2 separate regions of the Mus musculus genome follow, and region 1 is linked to region 2. A link is a contact called in public HiChIP or PLAC-seq data. All regions are on one chromosome and are shown on one strand. Each heading gives the region's core, a stretch centred on a gene start, on an enhancer-like site or on the middle of the called end of the contact. The rest is flanking DNA. Distances are from core to core; before and after follow the strand shown. Region 1 has its middle 71 kb from the start of Gm31650. Region 2 overlaps Eipr1 (EARP complex and GARP complex interacting protein 1).

What was found. HiChIP or PLAC-seq counts read pairs in DNA pulled down with a chosen protein or histone mark.
Region 1: an H3K4me3 HiChIP or PLAC-seq map of embryonic hindbrain shows a contact between it and region 2, with 7 times the contacts expected there. The contact joins two enhancer-like sites. A contact is called at or near these places in 1 of 484 Hi-C or Micro-C datasets (forebrain), 1 of 115 datasets of contacts at active chromatin or transcription factors (embryonic hindbrain) and 1 of 9 other capture datasets (embryonic stem cells).

Annotation. Positions count from the first base shown.
Region 1 is chr12:29,367,183-29,370,083 of GRCm38.p6, forward strand. No RefSeq gene overlaps it. Among named protein-coding and RNA genes, the nearest start is that of Gm31650, 71 kb to the right of the region's middle. Within about 2 kb of position 1,344, at least 113 of the 459 cell types and tissues checked have an H3K27ac peak or open chromatin away from gene starts, as enhancers often do. A contact at or near this core is called in forebrain, where this site is marked.
Region 2 is chr12:28,858,550-28,861,530 of GRCm38.p6, forward strand. It overlaps Eipr1 (EARP complex and GARP complex interacting protein 1), which reads left to right. Exons shown (of 9, transcript NM_201357.3): 6 at 703-839. Among named protein-coding and RNA genes, the nearest start is that of Gm31508, 50 kb to the right of the region's middle. Within about 2 kb of position 1,397, at least 51 of the 459 cell types and tissues checked have an H3K27ac peak or open chromatin away from gene starts, as enhancers often do. A contact at or near this core is called in forebrain, where this site is marked.

The sequences.
Region 1 (2,901 bases), core at 94-2,593, 510 kb after region 2:
TGAGGATGCCAAGAGGTGCTTGCTGATAGGAGCCTGATATAGCTGTCTCTTGATAGGCTCTGCCAGAGCCTGACAAATACAGAGGCGGATGCTCACAGCCATCCATTGGACTGAGCAGGGAGACCCCGATGGAGGAATTAGGGGAAGGACTGAAGGAGCTGAAGGGGTTTGCAGCCCCATAGGAAGAACAACAATATCAACCAGCCAGACCCGCCCCCCCCCAAAAGCTCCCAGGGACTAAACCACCAACCAAGGAGTACACGTGGAGGGACCCATGGCTCCAGTCACATATGTAGCAGAGAATGGCCTTGTCTGGCATCAATGGGAGGAGAGGTCCTTGGTCCTGTGAAGGCTCGCTGCCCCAGTGTAGGGGAATGGCAGGGCGGAGAGGTGGGAGTGGGTGGGTGGATGAACACCCTCATAGAAGCAGGGGGAGGGAGGATGGGAAAGGGGGTTTCCAGAGAGGAAACTGGGAAAGGGGATAACACTTGAAATGCAAATTAAAAAATAATACCCAATTTAAAAAAAGGAAGGAAGAGAAAGAAAGAAGAACGGAAAGAAGGGGAGAAAGGGAGGGAGGGAGGGAGAGAGAGAGAGAGAGAGAGAGAGAGAGAGAGAGAGAGAGAGAGAGAGAGAGAGAGAGAGAGAGAGAGAGAGAGAGAGAGAGAGAGAGAGGTGGGGTCCCTATAGTTGGAAAAGCCAGCTTCTCTCTCAGTTCCATGCCCCTTGTCCCTGGCCTTGGTCCTGCCTGTTCCTGTATCAGCACTGTTGGTTCAGCTTTCAGGCTCTAAGAAGAACCTGAAAGAAAACACCTGGGGAAAGAAAACAGAATTAAACAACTCGAGCGCCCATCAGTCCTTAAGGATCAGTTAAACCATAGCAACTGTGCCCACTCTCAGTCGCTTCTGGTTCCCAGGATGCCTTGGGCTGCTGGGTTGTATTTCTCAGGGATTATTGCTGCTTCCCTGATTCTGATTCTCTGCCTCCCTATGTAGCCCTGGTCCTGTGGCTTGCAGGCTCTGGTTAGTTAACCCGGCTCCTCTGCCAGCTGGATTCGCCCTCCGTGCTCAGAAAATGTCTGCCGGGAAAGCAGGGCCACGGACATGCTCTTTGCTCGCCAGAAAGCTCCTGACTCAGCGTTTTCCCTCTGGTACTAGCAGAGCCCTCCGGGACAAGAAGGGCACGAACGGGGCCAGTGCTGCGTGGTAGCCAGTGACCTGCAGATCTGTTTGCTTCTGTTCCCTTTGGCCTGCAGACTGATGAACAGGGTACAGCCTGCACTCTGAGCCCTTAAAGAGGATGTTGAGTGGGCCTCGGGAACTAGTCACCCAATGGAGATCAAGCTGCCGTTCCCATGGTGATTCCACACTGAGCCCTGTGCCCTGGGAACTCACCTCCTCCCATTCACTGTAACCTCCATTAAGCAGAAACAAAAGATTAATACGGCAGAAGCCATTTAATGAACTCAGAGCTGGCAGCGGCTTTTTTCCAGAGCGGATTCCTGGAACAGCAATGCAGAGGCTTCCCCGCCTCTTCCAGGACAGCAAGGGCGTTCAGCTGTCTGATCTCTCTGGGCTGTCAGACATCCATGCAGCAAATGGGCCCAGGCAATCTCGTGGGTGTGGGGAAGACCCCTTACCTCTTTGTCTTTATTCAGGTCATTCTCTCACCTCACCAGAAAGGGAGGAGAAGAGGGTCTCAGGTACGTGAAGAAAGGATGCAAGCTTCCTCGCCACAGCTCGGGCCAGGGTGGGGGTGGGGTGTTGGTGGGGGTGTCAGGAAGCTAGCGCTGAGAGGAGACTGGAGGCAGCAGTCAGAGTGTCTGGAGACCAAGTGTCTAGACTTGGTTTGTGGGAGCTGCAAGCCTCCTTTGCTGCCCATTGTATCAGAGGTCTGAGCTCACTGAGCTGGTTAGAGAGCCGAGGGGTCACTGCATCCCCCCAGGCCAGGTTTTGTGCACACTGGGGGGTGGGCTCAGTAGAAGGTCTGGACATGCCTTGTCCGTTTCCAAGTTTTCTTCTCCACTGAGATGCAGCCCCTCTGCTTGTGCATGCATCCCTGCCTTTCACCACACCTCCTAATGATACACAGACCCTGGAGCGGGCTTATGTGGGATCTCTTGTTCTTCTAGAAGTTGATGTCAAACCTCAGGCCCATGTTTTGGACAGAAGCTTAAATTTCACAGACCCCTGGGGACACACACAGAGAACCTTCTTTCCAGAACAAAGGGTGGTCTTCTGAGAGCTATTCTCAGTTGTGCATACCACCTGGGCAATGGATAAGCAAGCATTCATTATTGCAAAGGTGAGATTAGATATAACCAGTCCAGTCATGAGAGTGGGAGGTCCCCAGCTCTTACCTAAGGAGTTTCCAGAGCCAATGCCACAAAGATGGCCTTTCTCACAAACCAGGTCCTAGCAACTACCCTGACAATGCAACCTGTGCTGCCTACAGAATTCAGGGATGCCGTGAGCTCTCAGTCTCACTCATCCTCATCCAGGCTACACTTTGGGGTGCAGCATTCACTGGTGCCAGTGTTCCAGTGACCACCCACCCTGTCCCTAATTTTGGCCTAGAAAGCCATCATGACTTGCCAGGCCTTATTTTCCTCCTCTTTAGAAACACTGGCTAACGGGCTGGATGAGAGGGCTGGGCACTGTGGTTGTTTGGTCAAGCTAGTTCTTCTCACACTGAAGACAGATAGTTCCCAAGTGCTGTCCATCAACAACAGCAGAGCTAGGGGTGGTGGTCAGAAACAGAAATGAAGGTGAGGCGGGGAGGAGAGATGGCTGGACACCAGGTTTGTGTCTAGACCTGGTTTGTGGGAGCTGCAAGCCTCCTCTGTGTCCCATTGTACCAGAGGTCTGAGGTCACTGAGGTGATTAGACGGCTGAGGAGAAA
Region 2 (2,981 bases), core at 147-2,646:
CTCAGGGGCTCTGAAGAGCCCAGTTTGAAGGTTTGAATGTATTCACCAATAGTGGGTTCAGGATGTTGGAGGAGTATAAGAGATGGTGTTTAAGTTACTCAGATGAGTAGAGCTCCAAATGGAACGTGGAAAGTCCTGTGGGCCTTTGCCAAAAGATCTAGGCAGGGGGAAAGTGGAGTGGCCTTCTATCCCAGGCTTGGAACCAAGGCCTGTCTTAGTACCCCCAAAAGACAGTTTGTGGGCTCACCAGCCTGTGGGGATTGAGTGAACCCCTGTGAGGATCCTGTGTTCCTCATGATAAAGGGGAAAGAGGTTGTATTATATTGGGAACAACATTTGATTAAAGAACATGTGTCATTTTGGAAGGAGCTGGTCATGGAGACTTGGTTTTTCTCTTTCTTTGGGAAAGCCAGATGTTTGAGTTATTCCATATTGTTCTCTTCAAGTTTGAGCTGATTGTCTCTAATCACACACTTGAAGCAAGCCCTCCACAATAGGGGCTATTAATGTGCCTTCTATTTTTTGCTGTGCACGGTTTTATTTTATTTTATTTTTCCAATAAGGTTCAAATGGTCTTGCCTTTTAAGGGGGGAAACAAAGACCGAACCTCCAAATTGTTCTAATTATTTCCATAAAATCCTGAGAATTGTGTAAAGAGTCCAGATCTTTCTTCTCTCCTTTGAACAATACCCGTTCTACCAGCTGGCCAGCTCAGCAACACTGGAAGGAAGGGGACAGCTGAAGTTCACCGCGGGGCGGTGGAGCCCACACCACAACTGTACCCAGGTGGCCACAGCAAGTGACACGACCCTCCGAGGATGGGACACACGGAGCATGAGGTCAGTGCTGTACCCACACTGTGGATTCCTGCTTCTCTCCCTTCCTCGCCCTCTGAAGGAGTTAATTGAAAGCTAGAGGCACTGGGGATACCTGACTTGCTGTCTTCATCTTATTTCTGTAGGAATTATCTTCACCCCAAAATAAGCTAGCAGGCCCATTGCAGGGAGCTGTCCCATTGTTGGCTTTGTGATGTCCCTTAGATTTTTCTGTGTCAGAGGCAGCGTAGAAGGAAACCAAGTCCAGGGCTTTGTGGTGCCTCACAAGCCCCATGGCGACACAGATGCTTCATCTCTGTGATTAGCGCTGTAGGCTGGCACTTTCAGTCCCCAGCCTAAGCCTCCCTTGTGGAGTTGTCTGGCCATTTCTGTGCTTTCAAGAGCCATACCTATTGGGCAATCATATTTTGTCATTTAAGTAATTATACGCAACAACCAGCAGTTCTAATGGAACAAACAAGAGCGATTTTTCTGTTCCAGTTGTGATTTTGATAGGCAGAGGAGTGATGGTGGGATGTCTGTTGCCATGGCAACAGGAGCCTGCACAGGCTTCTTTAAGATGCAGTTTATCCCCTTAGCACACCATCATTTATCACTGAGCTGAAGAGACGGATGTCATGTAATAACGTGAGTTTCTTCCACGGTGGGGGAACACCTTTAATTTTAGTTCTGAGGCCCCTGTGAAAATCCAGGGCTGATAAATAACTCGTTGGCACTCCTCCCCTGTGCATATCTGCACAAAGGAGTGATTTGGTTTCCTGATCAAGCTGGAGGCCGTAGACTCAAACCGTGATGGATATCCCACACAGCCCACTTCTCCTTGTCCTCTGGGCCTCTCTCCTTGCTGCCTTTTGAAGAATGTGAAGACAAGAAGCTCAAAGACTGGCTCACACACCAAAATGCAAGATTCACACAGCACTGGCTGGCAACTCCCCACAGTGACCTTGTTGTGCCCAGGGAGTCTCTGTGACAAGCAAAGGAAGTGTCAGCACAGTGGAGAGCCTTTGCTCCTCTCACTGACGGGCGACTCCTTTGGCAACAGCCTTTTGTTCTTGTCTAGCCAGGCTGCCTGCGCTGCTTCTTCTGGCCGTGTTAAAGTTGTGCTGCCAGAAACGGAAGCCAGCCTCAGTTGGATCACAGTGTGCCTGTGACTGCCCTTCTTGACCCCCAGAATGGGTCACAGTTTTTATTTTACAGCTTTCCTTGTTTCACCCAAGAGTTCTTATGATTTGGGGCATCTGAATTGGTGGGGGTAGGGTAGAGATACCACGACATTGAAAAAGTGCAATATATAGGAGCTAGCTGATGTAAATCTATAGGAGCTAGCTGAAGATGTAAATCTATAGGAGCTAGCTGAAGATGTAAATCTATAGGAGCTAGCTGAAGATGTAAATCTATAGGAGCTAGCTGAAGATGTAAATCTATAGGAGCTAGCTGAAGATGTAAATGTATAGGAGCTAGCTGAAGATGTAAATCTATAGGAGCTAGCTGAAGATGTAAATGTATAGGAGCTAGCTGAAGATGTAAATCTATAGGAGCTAGCTGAAGATGTAAATGTATAGGAGCTAGCTGAAGATGTAAATGTATAGGAGCTAGCTGAAGATGTAAATGTATAGGAGCTAGCTGTAGATGTAAATCTATAGGAGCTAGCTGAAGATGTAAATGTATAGGAGCTAGCTGTAGATGTAAATCTATAGGAGCTAGCTGAAGATGTAAATCTATAGGAGCTAGCTGTAGATGTAAATGTATAGGAGCTAGTTGTAGATGTAAATGTATAGGAGCTAGCTGAAGATGTAACTCTATAGGAGCTAGCTGAAGATGTAAATCTATAGGAGCTAGCTGAAGATGTAAATCTATAGGAGCTAGCTGAAGATGTAAATGTATAGGAGCTAGCTGAAGATGTAAATCTATAGGAGCTAGCTGAAGATGTAAACGTATAGGAGCTAGCTGTAGATGTAAATCTATAGGAGCTAGCTGAAGATGTAAATCTATAGGAGCTAGCTGAAGATGTAACGTACCAGGCTGGGGAGACACTTCCATAGGTAAAAGCACTTGCCTGCCGATCCTGACAACCCAAGTTCACATCCCCAGGCCCAAGCCACATAAAAGCCAGACACAGTGTTTGTAGTGAGTGGTGGTGAAAGG